Regions from separate parts of the Zea mays genome. Here regions 1, 2 and 4 are each linked to region 3. A link is a contact called in public Hi-C data. All regions are on one chromosome and are shown on one strand. Each heading gives the region's core, a stretch centred on a gene start, on an enhancer-like site or on the middle of the called end of the contact. The rest is flanking DNA. Distances are from core to core; before and after follow the strand shown.

Region 1 (6,590 bases), core at 49-2,548, 580 kb after region 3:
TTAGATCATGATCTAACTGTAGACATGATCGTGGTTTGTTAGAGGGTTTTCTATAAATCTACATGACTTGGTGGTGGAAGGGTTTAAGTGTTAAATGTGATACATGGTTAGATCATAATCTTACGAACCAGGAACCTCACTTTCACGCTTGCATATAAGACCTGGTTGCATATTAGTTGTTGCCAATATCACCACTTTCACTCTTTTACCTTTAGTTGCCCTGGTATTCTGATTTATTTTCCAACGTCATCTCTGTCTTACGAAGATTTTGTCTCGCTGTTAATCTATTCATTTTTTCCAAGATCCTAGTTTTCTTTTCCTGTTTGAACAGTTAGCACATGCGTGACTTTACTTTTCAAAGGAAAACAAAAGCTAGCATCTTCATTACACTTCCTTTGCAGGGAGCGTTTTTTTTTTTGGTATGCCCTAGTTTTTCCCCCTTTGATCAGTTAGCACATCCTGTGAATTTACTTTTAGAACCCCTTTTGCAGGGGGCATCGTAAACAACACACTGAGGCCACATGTGCCAGCTTCATGTGATCCGGAGTGGAGAAGGCTCATGGAGCAGTGCTGGGCTCCAGATCCGGCACAGCGCCCAGCGTTCACAGAGATCGCTGGACGGCTTCGCTCCATGTCAGTTGCAGCAAATCAGGCGAAGGCAACCAAATAAGATACAGGTGGAGTACTGCCTTTCAACCCCCAATCCGTTGGGGGTTCTCTTCTCCTTTTTTTCCTTTTGACTGGAGAGTAATACATATACATGCATGTTATAGAGTGCTGTAAAAATTAGTGCATCAATTTATTTATAACCATGTTATGAGCTGGATTGTATCCGTGAATATTCTGGACCCGGTTTGAAGGTTGGTGATGTGTAGAAGTATTAGTTGGAATTTGTTGAATGGTCGCAGGTGTGCTTGTGCTCCCTCATAAAACAGAAATGAATGTTGTAATATATTCAAAACTGTGAACAAGGAGCTCTATACTACACCTTTCTATTTCTGTTCCTGTGGATTCTGTTGAAAACCAATGTTGAACGGCCCTTCATGGACATCGAGGTGACCATAAATGGTGGATCTTATCTTGCCCATAAGATCTGCACCCGTTCAGTTAAGTGCCAGAGTCCATGTGGTGCATGTTATACCTTCATAGAAAGTTGGTACGTTGTGCCCGTGCCAAATGATGATATTTCATTTTCATAAAAGTAGATGGGCGACATCATTGCTGAGTTCTAAGATGCAGATCTTATGAGCAGGTAGTATTGTACACTGTACATTAGGCATGGAAGAAAAAATGTGGTTGCAACAGGCAACACTTCTAGACTAGATGCAAGGACACCGGGCTCTGTTTGGTTGCCGCTGTTGCGTGCCATACCTAAACTTGGGCATGCCTCTTCCATTTCCATTTGGTTGCTGCCGCATGCATCTTTGGTTTATCGAAATTGCAGCGGCCTTTTGTACATTTCAGAGAACACATTTCATCCACCGCTGGAGCTATCGAGCATATGGCGAGCGAGTATAATAATACATTCTCTAAATTTATAATTCGCGCCTCACGGTGCACCTAGAATTTTACCCTAAAGACATGGGGCGATGATGTGGTGAGAAGAGAGACGGAGACACAGACGGAGACACAGACGATGAGGTATATGGTGTGGGAGTGAGATGAGATGAAATTTGTTCTCTCATCTTTCCCACAGATCAGTGACGGTGATGGAGGAGATACTAAACTATAGATGGCTAAATAGGTTGTGGTTAATGAGCTGGCCCGAAGCACGACCCATTCAATTATATTGATTGCTTTACAATCGACGGGAGTCAAAACTCAAAGCTTAAAGATCACAAGAACACAACACACACTATTTTCTCTAGCACTCTCTCAAGGCACTATCATAATTCACATAAAGGAACTAGCTCTATTACTTGATTATCTCTTTTGTGGTATTTGAGAGGCTTTGATCACTTAGGAGTTTTGCCCTAGTGTATTTGAGTTATTGCATAGCTCTTGTGTTTCAATAGTCTAGTTGGAGGTGTATTTATAGTCCCCAGACACACAAATAACCATTGGGATCAAATCCCAAAATATGCATAGAAACTGGGTGCACTGGACCTCGAACTATGCAGGTCCGTTGCACACCAGACCTCTACCATGCCTGTAGTTTTAGTAACCGTTCCGATCCTTATATTAGCTTGTAAGGCACAACAGACCAGTCTGGTGCACCATTAGACCCTGCCATGTGTGCCACCATGTTATCTAGCCATTGGAACCTGAAGCCGACCTTTGGGTCCTGACAAGTCTAGTGTACACCGAATTAGTTCGGTGCACCAAGAACCTATTTGTAACACCCCTGGTGTTACTAGAACTAAAATTTAGCATGACATCCTATGCATTTCCATGGTTGTGTTGTGACGCACCTAGAATGCATTCACTAGAATCAGAAACAATTTAAATTTGATGATGTGATTAGTGGGGAGCAGAAAACCTAGTTTGAGAAACTTCAGTTTTAACCACAAAAAGTGGATTTTGTGATCTGGTAAAATTTGGCCAAAAGTGAAAATACCAAGGTTATAGAGTTTTCTAAACCAAACAAGTCTCATGTGTGGAGATTTCCATGTTTTGTAGTAAAAAGGGGAGAAAAACTCACAATTTAGTTTGGACCTATGATTTTGAATCCTGAAAATATTACTAGCTAGCTATAATTAAGTCTTTATAACTTTCAATCCATGGACAGTTTGAAGATGGTCACTGTAGCAAATCTGTAGAGCTACACTAGGTGCACAAATTTGATGAAGTTACTCAGCCCTAAAACTATATGGAACTGTTTGTAAACTCTGCTCAAAAGTGGAATGCTTTAATTCTGGATTTTCAGACTTAGTGAGAAACCAAAGTCTGAACTGTGTGTTTTGGGGCAGTTTTAGAGGTCTCTACTCCTCTACTCATAGGGTTATAGATTATAGTCATTATAACAAATATGTAGTGTCACTATAGGATAACAAACTTTGTTAGGTGGGATACCCCAAAAACCATATGGATCTAGGAGAAAAGTGGTTCCAAGTGGAGCTGTCTAAATTAGGATTTTCAGACACAAATTACTGAAACTGAATATTAATGTATTTTACTTGACTTTAGAGCTCTTTTGTGGCCAATCCATAAAGTGTTGGACCAGGGTGTCTATAATGACTTGGTAAACCATGGAGAGATAAACAAATCTCATAAGGGGAAGTGGGTTTGGTACTGTACAAAAACTTAAATTAAATGCTCCCAAACTTTCACTGTCGGCCTGTGCTTGGAACTGAATGTGAACCAGAGGCTGAAACCGAGTTTCAGAGAATTGTGACCAAGTTTGGAGTATCGTAACTTGAGATTCAAACATTTTTGGTCCCAGAATGCTGTAAAGGGATTAAAGATCGTATGTAGGGGAACAAATTTCTTTAAGTAGGCTTGGCTTGATACTGTGCGAAAATGGGAGGAAAGTGCCTTCAATCATGGGCGGTCTGTGCTATATCTAGGAACTGGGTTCAGTGTTAAAAGAATTCAACTTCAGGGCTCTTTTGAGCTAAATCTGTGAAGTTGTGACCCCTGATCTTTATAGTAGAGTTGTAGATCATGCATTAATGTGTAACTTTGGTTAAGTAATCTTTTTGGTCAAATGAGACGATGAGACAAAAAAGGGAAGGGCTTGCATGATAAGCTTTCGGGTGGACTGAAGAAGATAGGGTCCCTGGAATCATAATCAAGTTGTAATACTGAACAAGATAATTGTGAGTATTGCTGTGTCGGTTGTTTGTGGACAACAAGTTTGTGGATAAGTGAAAGCTGATGGGGGAAAATATACATAAACTAGAGTTCCAAATATTTACCTCTAAAAGGAACTGAAGCTTATCTACTATCTAGGGTTTAGGGTTTGATACCACTTATGTCACACCCGGTTTTAGAAGGCAAACCGAATGCGAACCATGTACATGCCAGGATCAGAAATTCACGTACACAGCGATTACATAGTTGGACATCATCATACATTGCTCAAAATAATAGAGAAAATAAGTACTTCATTACATCACGATGTCTGTTGGGGACTTGTTTTCAAATGCTTCGAATTAAGAACAAGGCAACACAAATATGTTAAGTATAAACACCCTTCGTCCGCTGAAGCATTATCTCCCCAAGGATTTAATGAGCTTCAGACGAAGGTCATAAGTAAAGTATCACGAAGGTTTCACCTTCGTGATCATATTTGTAAGACAATAATGAAAAATGAAATATAAAGTATAAAATATATTCACATGTTTTATTATATGAATATACAAGTATTAAAATATAATATTTAGTCACATTTATACCTTCGCCTTGGCGGAAAGCAATAATTTAAGCGTGACGTGTCAGTGATTACAGGATTGCGTGAACAGTGCCGAGAAACTGTTCACCTATTTATAGGCACAGGATGCAACCTGCGCAAAATTACATTTATGTCCTTTACAATCAACTACAATAATGACACAAAACATCATGGGTCTTTAAGTCAATTCATCTTTAAGTCGGTTCGACCCTTCATCTTGAGATTTGTCTTTGTGCCGAAACTTTATAGATAATAGCTTCAACGCTTGTTTCTGAAAAGACCTTTCGAAGGTGTTCTTTTTAGGATCTTCGGCTACGAAGCATACCCCCAACAGTAGCCCCTTCGCGGTGCTAGATCGTTTTTCGTAACGAGCTTGATCCGTGAAAAAGTCTTCTAGGCTTCGGGACGCCGAAGATCCAAAAAACACCTTCCGTGAGCTCGTTGGCGAGAAACGATTAAAATAATCGTCGCGCGCGCCCCATCTTGCACCAATTACGCGCGCGCCAGCGATTCACCTTCTCGGACCCTGTGGCCCACCGTCCAGTGAGTGCGGGTGACTGTTTGTTCGGTGCTGGAGACCTTGCCGATTCACCTTCCCACCTGCGACACTATATAAACAGACGGGTAGGTGTGAAGTTACCACGACATTCATTGCTATTGCACTGTTTTGTTGCCAAATTTTTAGTCATAGCCGAAGCTTAATCATCGTGCTCAGACGAAACTTCGCTTGTGATTCTGCTTCGGCACAAGAGTAAGAGCTTCGGAGAAAACAAAAAAGTCAACACCAAAAATTTCAAGTAAGTCATAATCAAATGGCCAGAGTTCGCTCTACTGCTCGGGTCGATCGTGAGGGAGATGAGACCGAAGCTACTGAGACTATTCCTATTTCGGAAGCAATGAAGCACTCTGGGTTGGTAACACCGGAGGACATCCCTGCTGCCGAAGCAGAACAGGCTGCTGTTGAAGAAACTGATTCCGAAGATGATTACAGCAGTGCAGTGTCGAGCAAGCCTAGCCACCTGGACTTCGGAAAGTCCACCATCTCCGAAGCTGATTTTCCTAAGATGGTGAAGTTGGGCTATCTTAGTGAAGCAAAAAAGGAATTGATTCGTTTTGGTGGAGAAGAAACTATCCCGAAGCCGGGAAAAAAATGAAGTGGTGGTTTTTAAAAGTCTTTTTAAAGCTGGTTTAAGATTCCCTCTGAACAAGATGATTGCTGGTGTGTTGAAGAAATATGGGATCTACCTTCATCAGCTGACGCCTAACGCTATCGTTAGGCTGAGTGTTTATATCTGGGCCCTCCGAAGCCAGGGGGTGGAACCTTTCGCCGAAGGTTTCTGCCGAGTACACGAACTGCACTACCAAACCAAGGCTAGGGGAGATGGTTTGCATGAAAATTTTGGCTGCTACAACTTTGCTTACCGCAAAACTACAAAGTTCCCAGTGATTAGTTACCGAAGCAAATGGCCAGTAGGATGGAAATCTGAATGGTTTTATGTCAAAGTTGACGAAGATGAAGATAAATTGGTCCAGAGTCCGTTAGAACTGACCTTCGGAGAAACAAGACCCCCGTGCAACATGATACGGGGGAGCCTGAGCCAGATTGCCTTGGCTGAATTTCGAGTAATTGCAGATCATATTGGCACTAGAGACTTAGTGCAGGAATTTTTAGCCTTCAGAGTATTTCCGACTTTGAAGGAGTGGGAAATGCCGAAACTAGAGGGGGAAAAGAAGAAAGGGGCGCTTATTCGGTTGTCTTACCACTACAAGTTCAAGAAACATTTCAAAGTACCCTGCCAAGAATGGCTGGATACAATCGAAGTAATGTGCAACGAAATTCTTGGAAATTATTCTAAAAAAGAAGATCAATTGATGACAGCGTCCTTCGGCACCCGTCCGAAACGAAGGCTAAACCGAGTGATGAATGCTATAGGCTTTGAATATCCTGACTATGAGCGACTGGACAAGGGTGCCGAAGGGCAAAAAAGAAAAAGAGTGGCTAGTGCTTTGAATAAAGACGACAAAGATCAATCAAAGAAGAAGAAACAAGAATCTGAGGCGAAAGCAGTTGCTTCGAAGAAAAGAAAGGCCTCGACCCCAAAGCAAAAATCAATTGATGAGGAAGAGAAGACTTCTGCGACATCTTCTGCTACTGAAATAGAGGAAATCCTAAAGGTAATGACTGAAACTTTGCCTGTCAAACTAAGTCCATTGGGGCTTCATCTGACGAAGCTTTTTCATAAGGAAAAGGAGCCCA
Region 2 (6,409 bases), core at 1,737-4,236, 930 kb before region 3:
CCTGTTCATCCTATGAGACCAGGGTACTTTCCACCCATTTATTCATCGTCGGTATATTATCCTGTTCAAATATGGAATTGTACAACGATGAATCCATGGCACATGTATAGTCCGCGGACGATCCGCGCGTGCGCAGAGTCAGTTAGGGTTCCGAGTTTCTCGCAGGATTTGTTACCTAAAACCGCGGGATTAGCTCGGGAAACAACTTGTAACGGATCCAGACCTCCCCCTTTATATAGATGAAGGGCTACAGCCGATTGAACCCCCCAACAATAGATCAAATCAAGTCTATTTCTCGTTTTACTTATGCATTTAGGAGTAGTTCTAGTCTAGTTCTAGTTTAGTCTTCCAAGCCCCAAATTCTCCGCTTCTCCTCGACTCTACGTCGATCATAGGAGTCTAGGTCGGCTTGCCGAGCCTAGACAACACCTAGGATCTCTCCTCCTCGACGGGGTCCCTCCCGGAGCGAGATCTAGGCGCCGCCGGTGAACTCCACCGTCCCTACACAAGCGCGGACCGTCCGGCCCCAGGGCGCGGACCGTCCGACACGTCAGGCAGGGAACCCGAGCCCTGCGCCAGGTCACGAACCGTTCGACCCCTGGCCGCGGACCGTCCGCGCCTGTGCAGAGAGCACCGCCGCCGGTTCTCATTATAGTGATTGGCGCCCGAAAATGTGTCAACAAAAAGGAGAGGGCGGCCCTGCACAAACGGGAAAACGAAGAATCCCTAGGCACAACAAATGGTGGAGGCTCACTGGAGAAGACGAAGTTTGCATGAGCCGAGCATAAATTCGCTAATTTGGGACGAACCGTTAGTCAGATCGACGAACCGAAGGCACCGAGACGAACGCACGGTACCCTCGGATTCTATCGACGACGCACAGATCGAAAGTAATTGCTCACCGAAGTTAGAACCGTCCCGAACTTCGGCGAGCAATTCCGAGAGTTTCAGATCGAATCTAAGGATGAGGTTTCAAATTTTGTAAAGGGCTCGACGAGAGGATTCCAGCCATATATATATATTGCTAGGGTTTGAAGATATTTTATTTTTCGTAATTATCCTATTTTTAAAATTAAAATTCATTTTCAGAAAAAGTTGAAATGGTTTTTAATATCCGAAAAATATCTCGAAGGCTCCAAAAATTCTAGGAAAATTTCTACACATGATTTAGCACACAATGAACTCAAACACATATTTAGCACTTTTGAAAAAGTTTTTAAGTACCCCATATAAATTGATTTCGAATTTCGAAAAATAGAAAAATATTCTGAAAAATATGAAAATTTACGAGAAACTTCTAAAAGACATATTGACATGATTCAAACACTTCTTGCACTTGGAAACATTATGCATCATCATGAATACAACAATTATGACACTTCTAGAGCTCACACTAATGTAGAACCAAAATAACTCTCTACAGTTTTGATAAAGGGAAAAGAAAAGTGAATAAAGAAAAGGGTAACACCTGAATTTGAAGTACAGAGCAAAGAGATTTTTATAACCCAAAAAATCAAGGTGTTACATTATGTTGATTCGTTCACTTACCTCGTGTATTCTAGAAGTGAGTTGAGGTAAAATTCCTGAAATAGTTCTTGCAAGAATATGCAATCTGTTTGCTAAATCTCTATGTGTGTAACTGCATATACTTCATAAGAAGGTATTTTACCATACTAAGACGGTTTTGCAAGGGTCAGAGAGCACATTTCTAAAATTAGCCTTTATAGAAGATTCAATGGAATATAGATATAGAAGATCGAAATCTGTCCTGATGATAATTGGTGTACTCTTTTTTCTGTGGTGGGTTTTCTTGAAGTTTATCACATGAGGTTTTTAATGACAACAAAGTGCAAATGCAATATACGTCACCATGCGTTTTTTCTCCATATTTTTTCTACTAGGTTTTTGAGAGTTTTAACAAGGCATGTGTTGGTCGCGATATTTGCCCGAGGGGGAGTGTTAAGAAACCATAGTATGGTTATATGGGCGAATACTAATTATACATCTGAGGGGTCTGACGTCTCTATATAAATGAATCTGTACCTCTTTATAAGAGAGAAGAGATTAGAAAGAGGCCAGAGACCCAATCTTATATTATGTGTCTCGTGTGTTTTTCTATCGTGCTTATGAGAAAGAAGACGAATCTTCTACAACTTTTGACGACTAATATACTGATAGGAGGGTAGTGAGCAGATCTGATTATAGTTATCAACAGTATCTACCCCGTTGGGCCAGAAGAGTGCAGCAGAACTAGGGGTGGAAACGAGCCGAGCCGAGCTCGACTCGGCTCGGCTCGCTGCAGCTTGCTCGTGTAACGAGCCGGGCTCGGCTCGCCCATCTGGCGAGCTCGAGAAAGCGGCTCGGCTCGGCTCGCTCCGGGCTCGCGAGCCGGCTCGCCGAGCCAACGGGCCTATCAATAAACGTAAATCTGCTCTATAAATTATAATATAAAATCTTAAAAATATTTTAAATAACATATTTTAAATTAGTAAAATAGATATATCACTAATATAATATAGAAAATAGATTATTTTTTATAGTAATATCAAATAACAGAAATTAATTGTCTACTCCTTACTAATATTATATGTTAATTAAGATTTTATATAACAAATTGTTGTTAGGACGAGCCACGAGCCAGCTCGCGAGCTGCACCGAGCCGAGCCGAGCTGACTCGCTCTTTTCACGAGCCACAAAAACAGGCTCGGCTCGGGCTCGTTCTATGCGTCGAGCCGGACCGAGCCGAGCTGAGCTGCTGCGAGCCCGAGCTCGTCGAGCTCGAGTTTTTTTTTCTCGCCCTAAGCAGAACAACAGCAGCCAGCGCCGCCCGAGCCCTGCAGGCCTGCACGCCATCCTCCTCCAGTCCTCCACCCTGTATGGCGCCCCGCCAACGAGCCCCGAGCTACCAAACGGGCCCAAAGTGAAGTCTGGGCCTTTAGCTGTTCGGCCCATCAAAGGCACCAGCTTCAGCATCAACGCCTCCGCTGCCGTCGCTCCGGACTCACCGCTAGGTTTTTCCTCCTGCCGCCGCCTCCCAGACCGTCTCCTCCGCCCCAGCCGGGATGCCGACGGTGAGCGTCGGCCGGGATCGTCTCTTGGCTGCCATTGGTCGAACCTACAGTAAGTTTGACTTCCTTTGCGCAGTCCCTCCCCAAAAGCCCAGCTCTTCCCTCCGCAACAGCTCGTAACCAATCCTACTGGCTGCAGCACAGGAGGAGTTCGAGGCGCTCTGCTTCGAGTTCGGCATCGAGCTGGACGATGTGGTGAGCATATCTCTCCGCCATTGCCCCTCCCGTCCGCTGTGCTGGCAGTGGCGTTGTCTGAATTTTGAGGGTTTTGGGTCTGCGTCTGCAGACGACGGAGAAGGCTATTATCAGGAAGGAGAAGCACCTCGAGGACGACAGTGAGGTGGACGAAGATGACGAGGTCATCTACAAGATAGAGGTTGCCGCCAACAGGTCAGCAGATTTTGTTTTCGTCAAGGAATCGATGTTACTAGAGTACTAGGTATGCAGGATTTTGGAAATCCGGTAAAAACTTGGAACAATGCATGCAGATATGATTTGCTATGTCTTGAAGGACTAGCAAGAGCTCTTCGTGTTTTCACTGGGACTGAAGCAAGCCCTGTATTCCAAGTTTCATCAATCCCTCGGGGTTCAATGCTTCAGATGCATGTTAAACCAGAGGTAATGTCATGTTGTTGGGACTTGCAGTGCATTTTAAATAACATCCTAGAAGAAACTACTAGATTTCTTCAGTTTTCCATCTCTAGGCAGTAGAGAAAATTGTACAGCAGCACTGTTTAGTGTATGTTATGGCTATGCACTTGAATCAGTCGACTTTTGGATATGGAAATGGAATGTTATGTCTCCAGGATAATGGGAAAATGATGTGTGAAACTGTCAGTTTTGGAAGGAAAAACGGAAGCAATACCCTACTGGCATTTTTCATGCTATTAAAATATGTATTTTTTTGGTGCATCCTCTTTGTAATGTTTTATTATTGTTGTGAAAACGATTATAGCTTGAAGCGGATGCTAAGTGTTAGGATATTAACATATTTGTGATTTTGATATTTGCCTGTTATTACTAATTCTAGAAGCTATATATTAACGGATTAGTGTTGTATTTCTAATTTTGATGTTGATCTTATCCTCCAGAATGGTATATTCATGTTCTTATTTTCTTCCAGTGTAATCCTTGATTTGGTGTTTTTTCAGACTTCAAAAATTAGACCGTACATAGTTTGTGCTGTCCTAAGAGGGGTAACTTTTGATGAAGCAAGATACAACAGCTTCATTGATCTTCAAGACAAACTCCACCAAAATATCTGCCGGTATCACTTATCTTATTGCTTTTTTGTTTTTCATTGTATTGATATCAAGATTGTACTCAATACACTGAGTAATTAACTCAGACTACTCCATGATGGATAATAGGAAGAGGACACTCGTTGCTATTGGCACCCATGATCTGGACACTCTGCAAGGACCCTTCTCATATGAGGTAAAATTATCACAGTGTTTCAATAAGCTAATTTCGTTGCTCAATCTTGGGTATTATCTTATTTGAACTGCGTTCATGGCAATCTCTGTCATGGACTTGTACACTGTCCCTATGTTTATGTGTTCCATGGTTTTATTGTGCATCCAATTTCCCCCCGATTTTGATGGGGCAAGTCATTATGTCTCATGCTTGCGGCCTTGCACTATCAATGCAACTAATTGCAGTTACTTTTATACAAGGTTATTAAAATGACAAAACGTTGAAACGTTCATGGGTGGAGTTTTGACTTTTAAACGTTTTCAACGAAGTTTAAACGTAGTTTTAGCAACATAGGAAAATTTGAATATATCATAATTTCATATAATAACATAAAGTCAAGCGAGCAACAACCAACAGAGCAGAGGAGTGTTGTCCACTATCCACTCTAGGAGGCAGATGCAGAGGACACAATGTAGAGAGCTAGAGAAGCAGAGGACGGGGCCCTGGAGTGGCGGCGAACGGTAGGACGGGGCCCTGGAGGACGGGGTGACGAGCACAACGGACGAGAATACGACCTAACTGCTTGGGTCCTGGAGCGGTGGCGCAGCGGCGACCTAGGTCCTAGAGTGGCGGTGCGGTGGATGTGAGGATGAGACACGGGAGGATGAGGACCTGGAGGACGGGGCACGGCGGATGGAGTGTGCGTCGGCCGGTGACTGGAGTGGCGACGACGACGTCACGTCTATGTAGGAGACAAGAGTGCATGGCGGTGAATGGAGTGCATGGTGGGTGCATGCAGGAATGCAAGGGCTGAGAGAAGGCTGCCCACATTGTTAACTGGATTGGGCCTGAATTAGCTCAGCGAGAGGAGTAAAATGCTAAAAATATGCATGTTTGCTTAGCTTTAATCTGTATCGGCTTCTACTGTTTCTACATTGTTTTTGTCTCTATGGATTGCAGCTGCAGCAGTCCAAACAACCGACTTTAATCTGAAGCGAACATCCAATGTGACGTTTAAACACAAGAAAACAACGTTTTACACCAAGTTGTAAAATGTTACATCGTTTTAACACCATCAGAGCGTTTTGTCGTTTAAACGTCGTTTAAACTACGTTTTAACGTCGTTTTAATAACATTGCTTTTATACCATCGTATGGAAAGATAAAAGCAAGGACATGTCGGTGCTAGTTTGGTTTATTTTATTCTTTCTCCATTGAGGTGTAGAAGCTCCCTTACACTGGTTTTGAATCTTTTGTGAAATTTGAGTTTGTCTAAAGTCATTTGGCAGATTAAACTTCATCAAGTGTGTTCCCTTCTTGGGTAATTTTATAGTAAATCTTGGACTTTAATATGTTCTACGATCTTAGTTGTAGAAAGGAACCATCCTTTTTAAACCAGTCACAATTGATATGGTACCTTATGGTCATAAGGTCTCTCAAAAGCCTAAATCAATCAAATCTTATTTTGTTTTGTTCCTTTTTTTGAAAGTGTAAGATAATGTGAGGGCTTGAGATGGATACATATATATAGACCCAAAACCCTAACCCCAATGGGTCGGCAGCCCAACTACACATACATGGATAATTTTAACACACACTCTAACACCCCCCACAGTCACAACAGGAGCACCACAAACAATGAGACTGGAGTAGAAGCCGAAGGTAGGAGCCGATGAGCTGAAATACCCCCGCAACCGTAGCGTGGTGAGGGTGCGAATGTTGTGGCTGGAGTAGAGACCGGTGTGCACTCCGTGTAGATGATAGCCCCTAAATGCCGAGGTAGTCGAAGTCGAGGTGTTGCACATCCTTGTTCTTCGGAGGGGGTCGATGTTTGAGCGTCAACGGTCGGTGGGGCGACACAGACAACAACAACCTCAGGGCCTTCTTGCTTCTTTCCACGTTCGGTTGTCGAGGAGCCCCTCACCA
Region 3 (6,845 bases), core at 3,444-5,943:
TAATATAATCCCCACATGTCCGCATCAGCATTAGCAGAAAAGCAGAACTACTCACAGAATAATCAGAACAAACTTAGAAACACTAATCGATCGATAACCACAAGAATAATCTGAAGACTTAAAAACGCTGTAATAGATTGATAACCACAAGGATCAACATCCCTCCACATTATTTATTCAGCTATAGTTCCAGATAAATCTCGCAACCCTCTTCACCCAAAATTATGATAGGAAACGATCTGCCAATTACAAAGGAGTGAACTGAAACAGCAGGAAACATGGTTGATATGAAAAGCAAAATTGCTAAGAGAAACGATGTGATCATGAAATAATTAAACTGAGACTCCTGACAAGCTAATAAGCAAAGGATGGTTCACTGGGCCGGAAACTCCGGTAAATGGAGGCTGCAACCGGTACGAGACCCAGAAGTGCAATCTGGACCTGCTCTGAGGTGCTTGTCCTGACGGTGATCTGCCCACTCAGCTTGTTGTTCAGACCAAGTCGAACTGCCATCTTCGACCCCCTTCCGATGGAAAACTGGGACTGCAAGTTTGCGCCCAGAGCAAGGTCCCGACGCCACTTCATCAGAGAGAGACCCAAGGTTGAGAGGGACTGGGCTATCGGATAGTCTTTGTCCTTCAAGCGTGCCTCCAGGTTAGCTCCATATGCAGTGTCCCCTTGGGCTCGCATCGCGCCAGTGCTAGCAACTAGTGACAACCTCTTCCCAAGGGAGAGCTGGTCCTCAATCTTCAGTCCAGTTGCCACAATGTCGCCCAGGAAAGTTACTGAGAACCCTCCTGTGGTTTTGTTCTTCTTGATATTCTTGATTTTTGTCTCCCCACGGAGAATATATGCAAGCTGCCGCCCAACAGTCTGGATATCAAAACCAGCAAGAGATGATGTGTTCTCTCCATGCTTTGCTGCGATGGAAGAGTCCAAATGGATGCTAAATTCCTTCTTGTCCTTGGTGACCTGAACTGCTACATTTGCTGGGAACCTGCTAAGGATAGCTAGTGTCTCTTCAACGCTCACTCCATCATAACCACAGTCATGATCCCATCCATGCGCATCTAAAACAGGTCTTGCTAGGACAGTCGAAGTTGGCTCTAGAAAGCGGTACCGGTATGTGGGATTGTCACAATCAAATGAAGGAGGCAGTACCATGTCAGGTAAGGGAACTGACACATTCTCTGGAGGAGGATCCTGATCGTCCTCACCAGTGATATTAGCATACCCATAATCATCCAGATCAGTTTTCCCCCTCTTCTTCATCTCCTTTAACCTGCGGATCTCATCCTTCCATTGTTTCTTCTGGAGAAGCTTAACCCTGTAGTCATACTCATCAAAATAAGCATTCTTCTGCTCCTTTGTGAGCCTTGCAAGCTGAGCTTTGGTCAAGGGCTTGAAGGGTGGAAGCTGATCATATTCTTCTTCTTCATCATCTTGTTCTACATCAGAGTAGTCATCCAATTCAATATCAGAATCGCCCTCATTGCCACCCTGCTCAGCAGAAAGTTTCGGGTGGGCTCTAGACTGCAAGAGTGAGGACAACAAGAAAGGAAGAGGTGGTGAGCGGAAACGGAAGCCAAAAAGCTTTCCAGGATTAGGATCCTGAAGCTTCAGAAGTGAGTTGGCTTCTGATAATATCTTTGAGGAGTAGCACAAAAGCAGCATCTGATGCCTCCAGCTTTGGCCATTCGGAAGCACTTTCTGGCCCTCACGGTTTTTCCTGCACGAAGGATGGTTCTCAACAAGGGCTACTGGGTTCATCAAGCGCATATCTCCAGCAGCCTGCCTGATGGACTGCTGGATGATGTGGGATCTCTGAGCCATCAAGACCTCATATGTCATGGGAGCACCATTGAGGCCTTCAGGAGGAGCAGACGCAGCATGTGTGAGGGCAACAATGGCATTGAACCATATGGATGAGCCAAGAACAGAGGTAATTGTCTTCAGAAGAGGCAAATCATTGAGATCACGGCTCAGACTATCCAGACGATCCACATATAGAACAATATCTGGCGGACATTTCTTGGTATATTTCTTGACAGCAGCAAGAATCTTTCTGTTTGATCCTTGGTCCATAACGTTGGGACGAAGGCCAGGTGTATCAATGATTCTAATCTTGACACCATCAACATCCCCAATGATTTCCCGCACATTAGTGGTTGCTGAGCTAAAAGCATCAGTTTTGGACTTCTCTTCACCAAATACAGAATTGATAGTTGCACTTTTGCCAACTCCAGTCTTTCCTAGAACAAGTATGTTGCATGAGAAGTTCAGATCCTCCTTTCCCTCTGCTTCAAGAAGTAAGGCCTTTCTCCGTGCATTATCAAGGCTGAATGCTCGATTTGTCTGCCTACCATGTCGGATACCCTCAGCAAGGCTCAGACGATACAGCACTTGTGCTGCAACCGTTTCTTCAGGAGTAGCTCCCAGCCTGTAAACCAGACGCAGAAACTTTACTCTAATCAACTCAACCTTGTCGTGTAGCTTCTTCTCTTCCTCTGTCATCTCTTCTGTAGGGTCAGCAGTAACTGCTAGCTCTGAGGGGCTGAATAGGTTTGACCTGGCAGGTTGGCGAGGTGCAGTCGGCCTGAGAGAAGGGGCTGATGAACCAAGACCAGCAGGTCGATCCATGGTGAATATTCTAGAACCATCTTGTGAAGCAACTGTGACATTCCCATCTGAGGATCCACCAGTTGCCGCTTTCAGAAGGGCCGCCAAGGCAGCAGAATCAAATTCCTTCTCATCCCCATCATCATCATCCTCAGAATCATCAAGCATAATCTGCCCATCCATGCTATTGGTGAAGTCTCTTGAGACATTACCACTAGAGGAGCCTTCTGTAAGCTCCTTCATGATCTGCTTCGCGGCTTCAGAGCTCTCTAAGATTGCAACCCGTGCAGGACTCGTGTTAGAGTTTGCCCCGTCATTATCATCATCAGCCTCATTATCAATCCCATCCTCGTCATCTGGCACAGCCTCAATTATGTCATTATAAGCAACCTCCTCTTCACGATCAACAACCTCAGTGGCACCTTCAATCTCATCAGCGCCATTATTTTCATTGATTGATTCTGGAGCCAACTCCCGAGACAAGATACCATCGACACTAGGAGCAGCAACATTCTCAACCTCGGCACCAACATCTTCCACCGCTTCACTGGCAGTGGCCAGGTTTTCAGCATTCTGCTCCTTCTCAAGGCTATCCTCAAGCACACTGTCAGCACTTGCAGGAGCAAGCTCCTCTATGCTTCCGTCATTCAGAACCTGGGTCAGTGTAACATTTGCATTGTTTACGTCCCCACCGACATCAAGACTACTAGCAACTAAATCAGATTGAGGATGCTGACTTACCACTGGACTTGCCTCACTCATTGGCTCAGGCTTGGTGGCTTCGTCTTCAACATCATCATCCTTCTTAGTTGATTCTTCTGGTGCTTCTTTACCTCCGAGAACCAGGACTTCATCACCATCAGTATCCTTGTTAGATGGTTCTTCTGGGGCTTCTTCAACTCCAAGAACCACCACATCATCACTTGCTTCCTTCTCATCACCCAATTCACCATTAGCTTCAGAAACATGGGCTACCATATCCTGTGGTTCCACCGCCTCCTCTCTAAGAGAAAAGACCTCAACCTCCTTCTCATTGCTCAACTCACCACCATCTCCACTCCGAGGACCTACCTCCTCGCCCTTCTCAACTTCTGGCTCCAGTTTCTCCTCCTCAGTCACCGGTGGCTCGGCATCATCTGCCACCTTATCCACAACCTTTACCTCCACTGAAGCACCTGTGTCCTCGTCCTGCTCCTCCCGTAATTCGCCCATCTCATCACCTTCCAGCGCATCAAGGAAAACCAGAGAAGGATCTCCATCCCCCAATTCGGCGTTCTCCGACTTGGATTCCACCACTGGCATGGGCGCTGCCAAAGAAGCGGGTGTTTCCCCGTCCCCCGACGCCGGTTCCTCGCCGCCGTCATCGGTCTCGGCCTCGGCCTCTGTCGGACCCAAATTCCCACCTTTATCCTCCGCATCCGCCTCTTTTACATCCCCGCTATCATATCCTCCTCCGACACCCTTCGCCTGGCCGTTCTCGGCCTCCGGACCCCCAAAGCCCTCATCTATCCCCTCCAATCTCACCTCCTCCTCCTCTCCCCCACCCGCCACGACCTTCTTTGGCGCCTCCACCACTTCCTCCACCTCCTCCTGGGCCGCCGCCGCCTCGACTTTCTTGCTCGGACTCTCCTCGGCCGCCGCCGAGGCCAGGTTCTCGTCCTCCACGGGGGCGGGCGCGACTGGAGCGACGTCGGTGGTGGCCATGGACGCCTCGACTTTCTTGGGCGGCTCCTCCTCTGCGGCTGCCGGGGAGGTGCTCTCTTCCTCCACAGGCGCGACTGGGGCGGCGTCGCTGGTGGTGGCCATGGCCGCCTCTTGCTCCGCCAGCACGCAACGAAGCAAGAAAACAGTGGCGGCAGCAGTGAGATTCGAGGAAGCTGGGAGGAGGGAGGCGATGAGAAGATAAGGTGAGGGTTTTAGGTCGGGCTGGGGAGTAAAATTATCTCCGAGATATTTTATATGTGTGTTTCTTCGGATTTCAGTTTTTTTTGTAGCTGGTAAATACACATGGTTTTTTTACTTTGGTTTGCGTGTAATTTTGGGAGGAGATGGCGCCAGACGATGGCACAACCACTGAACCACGCAGCAGTACAAACCAAGGTGAGATATTAAGGAAGGCAAACAGGCGGAGCTAAGGCTATCCGCACTCATACAACTCTAAATTTCTACTTTAAAAAAAATATTTTGTCCTTGTCAGCAAGGTTCTCTACTCTATACCATAATCCTCCGCAGTCATATATACTCCATATCTCAACCCTATATTAACTACAAAATATTATATCAATTTTTTAATTTTTTCCATACACACGATGCTGCATGTGTATGCAGTTGCTTTCGTATGATTGGATGCAGTTGCTCACGGACACAGACACACAGTGTATACAGTTGCTTTCGTATGACCCTAGCTGTGACGTTCGTCCACCCATGCGCCAAAATAGAGTACACCATACAGCAGATGGCTGCAGCACGCCGAGTAACTCTACGCCGGGTAGGGTAGGGCATCGAGTCCGTCACTGCGGCTAGCCTAAGGTGAAGCGTGTTATCTTCCACTTCTTTTGCAGCCTGGGTTTGTCAATATGTTATCGAACCCACAAATTATAGATATAAATGATCCTATCAATTATATATATAATGATATAATAATAGACTGTCAAAATTAAGAGAGACAAAATAGCAAATTTCTTTTTCTTTTGTTGTTTTGTACGTAGTATTTCCAGATCTATGTTGTGGGTTGTGCTAAACTTTTGTTTTTTTTATGTCGGAAGGGCTTGTTTCGAAGTTATGAGGAGAAATATTTTGGGCCACACAATGTTGCGTGATCCAATGTTGCATTTGACAGAATATAAAATAGAATGTTCTGATTACAAAATAGGATGTTCTGATTTGCTCATCACATTTTAGCTTCAAGCATTTTAAAAGACAAAACAAAGAAAAGCGCGCACACACATATCAATTTATGTATGTGAGTATGTGACTAATTTAATTCCTTACTTATGATTCAGCTTCATATGTTATATCTAACTCTAGCAGAATTAATGAAAACTAGTATTACCTTCACTCTTAAACTAGGTGAGTGCCCGTGCGTTGCAACGTAACGGAACCGTATAATAACACGATAACTTATATACATATGTATGTTATAGGTATATGCCCGTGCGTTGCTACGGAGTTAATATTATAAAACACAATATTTTTTGTATATTAATGTATTTTATCATAGCAACACACGAGCATATACCTAGTTAGATTCTTATGTGGTTAGGTCACAACTATTTAATTCCATTATGCTCTATAGGTTGCATGTACACGAGATAGTTCACGGGCAACGTACTGATGAAGTGGTTCCTAAAGAGCTTCGGGCTATATGACAGTAACATACTGATGAAGTGGTTCCTAATACAAGGACTGAAGAAGTGGTGACTGGAGGGCTGGGGGTGTCTCATCACAGATTGCTACGACAGAAGCTGGTAGTACTATTTCAGCAGGAGCAACATCGTCTCCACACATTCTTAGATGTTTAGTTAAAAATCACCCCGAAGAAGAAGAAAGTGTAATCTGGCCACTTAAATTGTAATATGTGAAGTGCAGTGTGTACCGGTATGTGAACTTGTTTGAAACTGTAATTTGTGAAATGAACTACTGTTCTCTAGTGAAAATAGTCTAGAATTCATTCATGATCTCAAGCACTGCTTTCTAATGAAAATACTCCTCTATTTCCCTTGTACTCTATGAACTACAGTTATTTCAGATTTCGGTAAAAATAGTCACTTAAATCTATAGTTATTTCATATTTCTATGAAAATAGTCACTTGAATCTGCAGTTATTTCAGATTTCTATGAAACTGAACAATATTTATTTCTAAGAAACTATACAATAGTTCAAGACAAACTCAACAATAGTTCCTGAGAAACAGAAAAATAGTTCATGAGAGATTGAACAATAGTTCCTAAGAAACTAAAGAATAGGTCCTGAGAAACTATACAATAGTTGATGAGAAAATAGTCTCTAGTTCCTGAGAAACTTAAAAATAGTTCAGTTGAAACTGAACAAAAGTTCCCAAGATACTGAAGAATAGTTTCCGAGAAACTATAAATAGCCTCAGTAGTACTGAGAAAATAGCCTCAGCTGTTATTTCAGATTTCATATAAACACAAGTACACGGACTTAGCCATTTAGAGCCACGATGTACACAGATTGCTAGTACCTCATTCACAGAAAGCAGTTT
Region 4 (6,828 bases), core at 3,851-6,350, 570 kb after region 3:
CCCCGCGTTGTCGAAGTCTGACCCGCCCGCAGGGCCAATGAGCGCCCTCTCCCTCGAACGCCGAAGGAGAGGCCGACCCACGAACCCGTGCGGGAGGTAGAGCTCCGGCTCAGCCCGGCCTCCACCCCAGTGAGGATGATGAACATCCTTGAAGCTGAGGGTGGGACCAAGATCGCAGCCCGGCTTGCTTCTCCCCACCCAGGGGCTGGTGGTCACCGTCTCGGGTGACCACCGGCGGAGGGGTGCAGCCGGGCTAACTGATGAGAATCCTTGAAGCCGAACGATGGCTGAAAGGTACCAACTCCCACGGAGTTGTGTTCCCCCAACGACAAGGCGGAAGGGTTGCGGGCACCCTCCATCCGGGGGCTCGGAAGGTGGAAAGACACGATGCATAAGGGAGCACGAAGACATGGCCGCCTTTCAAGGGGTCACCCACCTTTTAAAGGTGTCTCTCCCTACTTGCGTCCCCAGCCGTCGTGGGCTGAGTCTTCTCCAACACGTTCCAAGGTCCTCCCCCTACGGCGCGGGGGCTGGGTCCCACACGTCATGCAAGCCGGCCCAGAGCAAAAGAAGCCAAACCGTCGCGTGCGGTGCATGCAACCGCCCAGCGGTTACAAGCGGCCCTCCGTTTTTGCCCCGACCAGCGGGCGAAAGGGCGGGCAGCCATGCAGGCGGCATGCAACCGCGCCAAGTGGGCGCACTTCTCCGACTTCCAACACGCCCAGCATGGAGGCCCAGGCCCACGCGTCATGCAACCGACGCGCCGGATGCTGCGTGCGAGCAACTGCACTGCCACCCGCGCCACTGCCACGCCTCCTCGACTGCGGAACCAGTACCACGACTCGAGGCAACCCTACGCACGACCCAGCAGCGTCAGCCTGGCGCGACGGTCAATGCGGCCAAAAATGGGCCGGCAGTAATGGCGGTGGCAGGCGGGCAGGAGCAGCGGTCACATCGTCAGCCAGGCATACGTCCCATCCGGGGGCAGCGAGAGAACCCTCTCTCACGGCGTGAAGACAACGCGCCCGTGTTCGTTCCTCGAACGGCTCGCGCACGCGCAACGGCCGCCCCGCGAACCACACGCCCCGTCGCATTAACTCCGCGGCGGGAAAGGCGGCGCCTCTTGCAGGGGAAGTGAGCAGCACTTCGCCTTCGCCATAATGACCGCGTCAAAAAAGGTACGCCACGTCATTCGATTTCGAATCCTTTTCCTTTTTTCCTCTTTCTCTCTCTTACAACAGGGACCGGGAAAGGGGGATACCCCAAAAAGGATCCTTCTCCGAGCCTCCCTACTGATCAGAGGTTCGAAGGCTGGCCCCTCGGAGGGGTTCAACAGCCGCCTCAGAGCACGTGGGCTCCACACCCACTACTGGTCAGAGGTTCGAAGGCCGACCCCTCGGAAGGGTTCAACGACCGCCTCAGGCTACTCGGGCTCCGCGCCCACTACTGATCAGGGGTTCGGAGGCTAGCCCTCGAAGGGTTCACAGCCGCCTCAGACACAGAGCGAGGGATGACCATGGGTACGTTCGATACATAACCAAGGCTCGGGCTGTGCTCCCGAGGTACCCTAGGACATTTCCGAGACCAGCGGGAACGATCTTGTAATGGAATCCCATCAGAGGGAGGCATCGAGCCCTCGGACCCCGTCGACAGGGGACCGGGTCCGGCAGATCACCTGCAGGTACTTTTGGGCGTGCCTCTGGGCCTCTAGCCGACCCCTAGCAAATGGGGCACGGACGTCCGCTCGGATTACCCGCCAGCAGCTCACCGGATACACCATGTTCGGCGCCCACCGAGGGCAACATGGCGCTTTGCCCCCCTCCTCCTTGCGGAAAGGCGACGCAGGGGTGTATGTAAAAAAGTCGAGTCTGTCCCTGATCGTCCTCTCGCCCTGTGCAGAGGCTCGGGGGCTGCTCTCGCAAACCCGGCTCCGGCCAAACCGTTGACAGCGTCAACATACCAGCCCGAGAACTTGGAACCCGACCGTGCACCTGGGCTACGGCCAGCTCGCATGAGGGAACGACCAGACCAGCCGAAGCATTACGCGAGGCATTAAGACCTCGGAGGAGTCAAACCACTCCTCCGAGGCCTCGGGGGCTACACCCGGCGGGTGCGCTCGCGCGCACCCACTGGAACAAAACGCAACCGAGAAAGGCTGGTCCCCTTGCAAAAAAGTGCGACAAAAGCCTCCAAGCGAGTGTTAACACTCCCTTCGAGGCTCGGGGGCTACTGTCGGGGACCATAATTAGGGGTACCCTCAAGGCTCCTAATTCTCAGCTGGTAACCCCCATCAGCACAAAGCTGCAAAGGCCTGATGGGTGCGATTAAGTCAGGGATCGGTCCATTCGAGGGACTCGATCACGCCTCGCCCGAGCCTAGCCTCGGGCAAGGGCAGCCGACCCCGGAGGATCTCCGTCTCGCCCGAGGCCCCCCTCCAGCGACGAACATACTTCCGGCTTGCCCGAGGCCCTGTCTTCGCCAAGAAGCAACCCTGACCAAATCGCCGCGCCGACCGACCAAATCGCAGGAGCATTTAATGCAAAGGTGGCCTGACACTTTTATCCTGACGCGCGCCCTTCAGTCGACAGAGCCGAAGTGACCGCAGTCACTTCGCCGCTCCACTGACCGACCTGACAGAAAGACAGCGCCGCCTGCGTCGCACCGACTGCAGTGCCACTTGACAGAGTGAGGCTGACAGGCAGTCAGGCCCGACCTCAGGCGCCATAGGAAGCTCCGCTCCGCCCGACCCAGGGCTCGGACTTGGGCTCAGCCCCTGAAGACGGTGAACTCCGCTCCGCCTGACCCAGGGCTCGGACTTGGGCTAAGCCCCAGAAGACGGCGAGCTCCGCTCCGCCCGACCCAGGGCTCAGACTTGGGCTAAGCCCCGGAAGACGGCGACCTCCGCTCCGCCCGACCCAGGGCTCGGACTTGGACTCAGCCCTCGCCTCAGCCGACGGTCTCCGCCTCGCCCGACCCAGGGGCTCGGACTCGACCACGGCCACGGAAGACAGACTCAACCTCGACCTCGGAGGAGCCTCCACATCGCCCAACCTAGGGCGCGGACCGACCACGTCGACAGGAGGCACCATCATTACCCTACCCCAAGCTGACTCGGGCTACGGGGAACAAGACCGGTGTCCCATCTGGCTCGCTCCGCCAGATAGGCAATGATGGCGCCCCGCATGCTCCCTGACGACGGCAGCTCTCCGCCCCCTTACGGAAGCAAGAGGACGTCAGCAAGGACTCAACAGCCCCGACAACTGTCCTTCCGCCAGGCTCCGGCGCTCCTCCGACGGCCACGACATCACACGAACCGGGTGCCAAAACCTCTCCGGCTGCCACGACGGCATGTACTTAGGGCGCTAGCTCTCCTCCGCTAGACACGTAGCACTCTGCTACACCCCCCATTGTACACCTGGATCCTCTCCTTACGCCTATAAAAGGAAGGACCAGGGCCCTCTTACAGAAGGTTGGCCGCGCGAGGACGAGGAGGAGACAGGCGCTCGCGTGAGGCCGCTCGCTCCCTCTCCCGCGTGGATGCTTGTAACCCCCTACTGCAAGCGCACCCGACCTGGGCGTGGGACGAACATGAAGGCCGCGGGATTTCCACCTCTCTCACGCCCGTCTTCGGCCACCTCACTTCCCCCCTTCGCGCTCGGCCTCGCGCCGACCCATTTGGGCTGGGGCACGCGGCGACATTTCACTCGTCGGCCCAGGGACCCCCCGGTCTCGAAACGCTGACAAATACCTTCGGATTTTTTTTGCTTTGAAGCTTCTTGCTAATTTCTACAAATCTTTCAGCTGCTTGTCGTGCCTATAGAGATTTTCGGAAGTTAGTATGTACATACCACGCAAAGGTAAAGACAAAGGTAATAAAGTACAAACATTCTCCCTGTTCTTTATAGATTCTTCGATGCTTATTTCTTTTCTGCCTCTTCCATCTTTTAGATGAGAATTTTTTAGACCACTCCGAATCTTCGACATTTCGATCTTCGGACGTGGTCAGCAGAAACTCTAACTTGTGTTAAGCTAAGGACGAAGGTCTGCACTCCTAACTTGTGTTGCCTTGATTTTCAACACCTTTAGGGGATTGAAATCAAGTACCCAACACCCATTCCTTGGTTCCAGGTTTCGAAATCCTCCGATTACCAATAGAATACATGGATAAGGATTCAGGGCCAATGCTCTCTACTTCATTTGATAATCATGACATGGATCAGGGCCAATGGTCTCTACTCCATCAAAGATGAATGGGTCATGGGTGCCAATATCCTATCAACCGTGCTCTATTGAATTGGCCATCAGTTTCAAACCGTCAGGCAGAGACAGATGTACACTAAAGTACATGGCCATGGGGACTGAAACATACTGGTCATCAACACTCGATGCTAGACATAGGGTCTGCATATGCAAGAACGAGGACAACGTGAATATTGCCGACACGGGCGAAACATGGCGCAACTTCTATTTAGAAATATGCGGTTCCGTAGAGGATGGGGAGCAGGGGGCGCCGACGGGTGGGCAATAGGGCGCACCAGTGGGTTGGAATCAGGAGCAGAGGCATACCGGTGGCTGCGAGCTCAAGAGCGAGGTGCAGTGGTTGAGGTCGGCTGCGAGCTTGGGAGCGGAGGCGGGAGAGATGAAGTTTCATGCGATGTGGTGGTTGACAAAGAGTATAGGTCCATCTATGCGGAGTTGTATATTTATGACCTCAGAGCTAGAGTCATGTATCAATTTGCTTCAAATTTATAAAATAAAATCTCTCTTGGATGCTATTTTCTAGTTTAAAGTCCTATATTTCAAAAGAGGACACCTCGGTTGGAGTTGTACCGGTTGTAGAGATAACTAGACGAACAATAACAAGAATATTTAACTAGTTGTTAACTAGTTTTCCCCTTAAATAATGGCTAAAATAAGTCTTCTTTATTTTCTTGAAAGGTTATTAGGATGAGCCTTCTAAACAGGGACTTTCATACTCTTGTTAATTGTTATCCATGTATTTTGGTTGTTAGAGTAGAACAAAATTATCTGTTTCTGACGCATCAAGAGATCAATACAAATACTAGATTATACAAGTGGACGCTCACCGGTCGGAGCAGAGAAGGCATCTTTGTCGCTTTGATACAAATGAAATAGGAGAAAATCATTATCCCTGTAGTGCACGATGACTCGATGACCCTTCGCGATTGCCCGGTTTGGCTTGCTGCTCTTGCTTTGACTCGACTGTACAGGTGGCCCCACCTATCCCGCCCCGCCCGACGATGACGGCGATTGATGAGAGATAGAGGGCGAGCGAGGAGGTGGCAGTCAGTCAGCACAGCACAATCCTCATTTTCTCCCTTCTCCTTTCCCTTCACTCTCTTCTCTCCCAATCTGGAACCCCTTCCCTCTGCTTTCCCATGTCCCCCGCGTCCCCCTGCCGTTCACGGTTGACCTAGCGTGCGTCCCTGGGTCTCTCTCGCACCCTCACGCTCTCCGACGACTGGTGGGCCGCCGGCGCAGGCGCCGCGCTGCGCCAGGTGCTGAGGTGTTCGTCGGTATCTTGGCTGGCAACGACCCTGCCAGGTATTCCCATCCCTTCTCTTCCCTTCATGCTGTGGGATCGGGAAGCCCAGCACCCAAACCCTAACCTAAAGCTATTTAACTATTTGATCGACGCCTCCCAACTTCGAGCTTTTTTTTTTGGAAAGAAAAATTTACCGGAGACCTTTTGCTGGGTCCGCCAAGAGGTGGTGACTAGTGAGTTTACTGAGATGGTATAAACTAAGAGAGTAAGAGTGGACCAGGGACAAGTTGCTACTGGACGACTAGAGTATTAGGAACAGAGCGTCAAGTCCGAGATTTGGGAACAGGAACTGAAGATGGACGATGACGTGCACTAATCGTTGGAGAAGGACATCATCTTCGTCAGACGAGATGGCGCCAGCTGGGATGGGAATAGAAGAGGTGGCCGGCAGTGAGAGCTTCTGCCGTTCAGTGTCCCGCTTGCACGAGCCCCCTGCCCCAGTCGTTCTGACAAGCACCAGTAGGGTTGGTGGAAGTGACGGCAGGAAGAAGGTTGCGGCGGTGGCCAGTGGTGCTGCTTCACCTGCCTGCACGACGGGATCCTGTCGGCGGCGGCGTGCCTGCTGGATGGAGAGTGGAGTGGCTGAGTGAGATGCTGATGGATGGAGAGTGGGGAGTCAGAGGATTTGAACCGTAGAGGAGGCATGGCAGTGTCTAGCTGGGTGTGCAGCCCGTGACCCCAGCTGTCCATATTCATCCACACCTTAGTCATCCGACTAACAGTGATTAGTCAACGACTACGACTATAATTATAGTCTTCCAGGTCGAGTCGTAGCTCCTAGTTGAGTCTAGGGAGCTGACTAGTCGCGATTAATTAGACGGTTTGATAACACCGCTTAATAACACAAGTACCTCATGACATGTATTGCAATTTCTCTGTAGCACTGTTCAATAAAATAGTTTTGTCATAAACCCTCAAGCAACCTGAGTAGTAAGCTGCTAGTGGTTGGTAATATTTTCACCTGAAGACATTTGTCCATGCTTTACTCATTGACTTGGGGAGCTTGAAGAGTTGTAACTTTGCTGTGTTGGTATTGCTTCTTGCTGTTATCATCATTAATTTTAATGTAGTTCACTATCTGCCAAGGTTCTGTAGCGTTGCTCAATCTTCTGTCGCAGACAGCACAATGCTTGTTTCTTAAATTACGACCTAATTGGCACTTTTTTTTCTCATGGTCCTTGCTAAGCATTATCCTCGTGTCCTTTGCTGCAGGTTGATTTACCTTTTACTCGGTGTTCTGTGCTCTCCAATTGGTTCCTTGT

What was found. Hi-C and Micro-C count contacts between places; a contact is called where the count stands out from the background.
Region 1: a contact with region 3 is called in a Hi-C map of endosperm, with 2.2 times the contacts expected there. The contact joins the enhancer-like site here to the promoter of LOC103643094 in region 3. A contact is called at or near these places in 2 of 25 Hi-C or Micro-C datasets (endosperm and leaf).
Region 2: a Hi-C map of leaf shows a contact between it and region 3, with 5 times the contacts expected there. The contact joins the promoter of LOC100280512 here to the promoter of LOC103643094 in region 3. A contact is called at or near these places in 7 of 25 Hi-C or Micro-C datasets (bundle sheath, ear, leaf and 2 more).
Region 4: a Hi-C map of tassel shows a contact between it and region 3, with 4 times the contacts expected there. The contact joins the promoter of LOC542192 here to the promoter of LOC103643094 in region 3. A contact is called at or near these places in 2 of 25 Hi-C or Micro-C datasets (leaf and tassel).

The regions. Positions count from the first base shown.
Region 1 is chr6:58,520,738-58,527,327 of Zm-B73-REFERENCE-NAM-5.0, forward strand. It overlaps LOC542192 (salt-inducible protein kinase), which reads left to right. Exons shown (of 9, transcript NM_001358414.1): 9 at 492-997. The coding sequence ends at 670. Among protein-coding and RNA genes, the nearest start is that of LOC542192, 20 kb to the left of the region's middle. Within about 2 kb of position 1,299, at least 3 of the 20 cell types and tissues checked have an H3K27ac peak or open chromatin away from gene starts, as enhancers often do. A contact at or near this core is called in endosperm, where this site is marked.
Region 2 is chr6:57,009,042-57,015,450 of Zm-B73-REFERENCE-NAM-5.0, forward strand. LOC100280512 reads left to right here and starts at 2,987. Exons shown (of 19, transcript NM_001153432.1): 1 at 2,987-3,120; 2 at 3,208-3,263; 3 at 3,355-3,458; 4 at 3,557-3,686; 5 at 4,220-4,335; 6 at 4,439-4,505. The coding sequence starts at 3,063.
Region 3 is chr6:57,933,884-57,940,728 of Zm-B73-REFERENCE-NAM-5.0, forward strand. It overlaps LOC103643094 (translocase of chloroplast 159, chloroplastic), which reads right to left and starts at 4,694. Exons shown (of 2, transcript XM_008666263.3): 1 at 3,361-4,694; 2 at 112-3,273. The coding sequence starts at 4,425. The coding sequence ends at 355.
Region 4 is chr6:58,498,876-58,505,703 of Zm-B73-REFERENCE-NAM-5.0, forward strand. It overlaps LOC542192 (salt-inducible protein kinase), which reads left to right and starts at 5,101. Exons shown (of 9, transcript NM_001358414.1): 1 at 5,101-5,565; 2 at 6,779-6,828.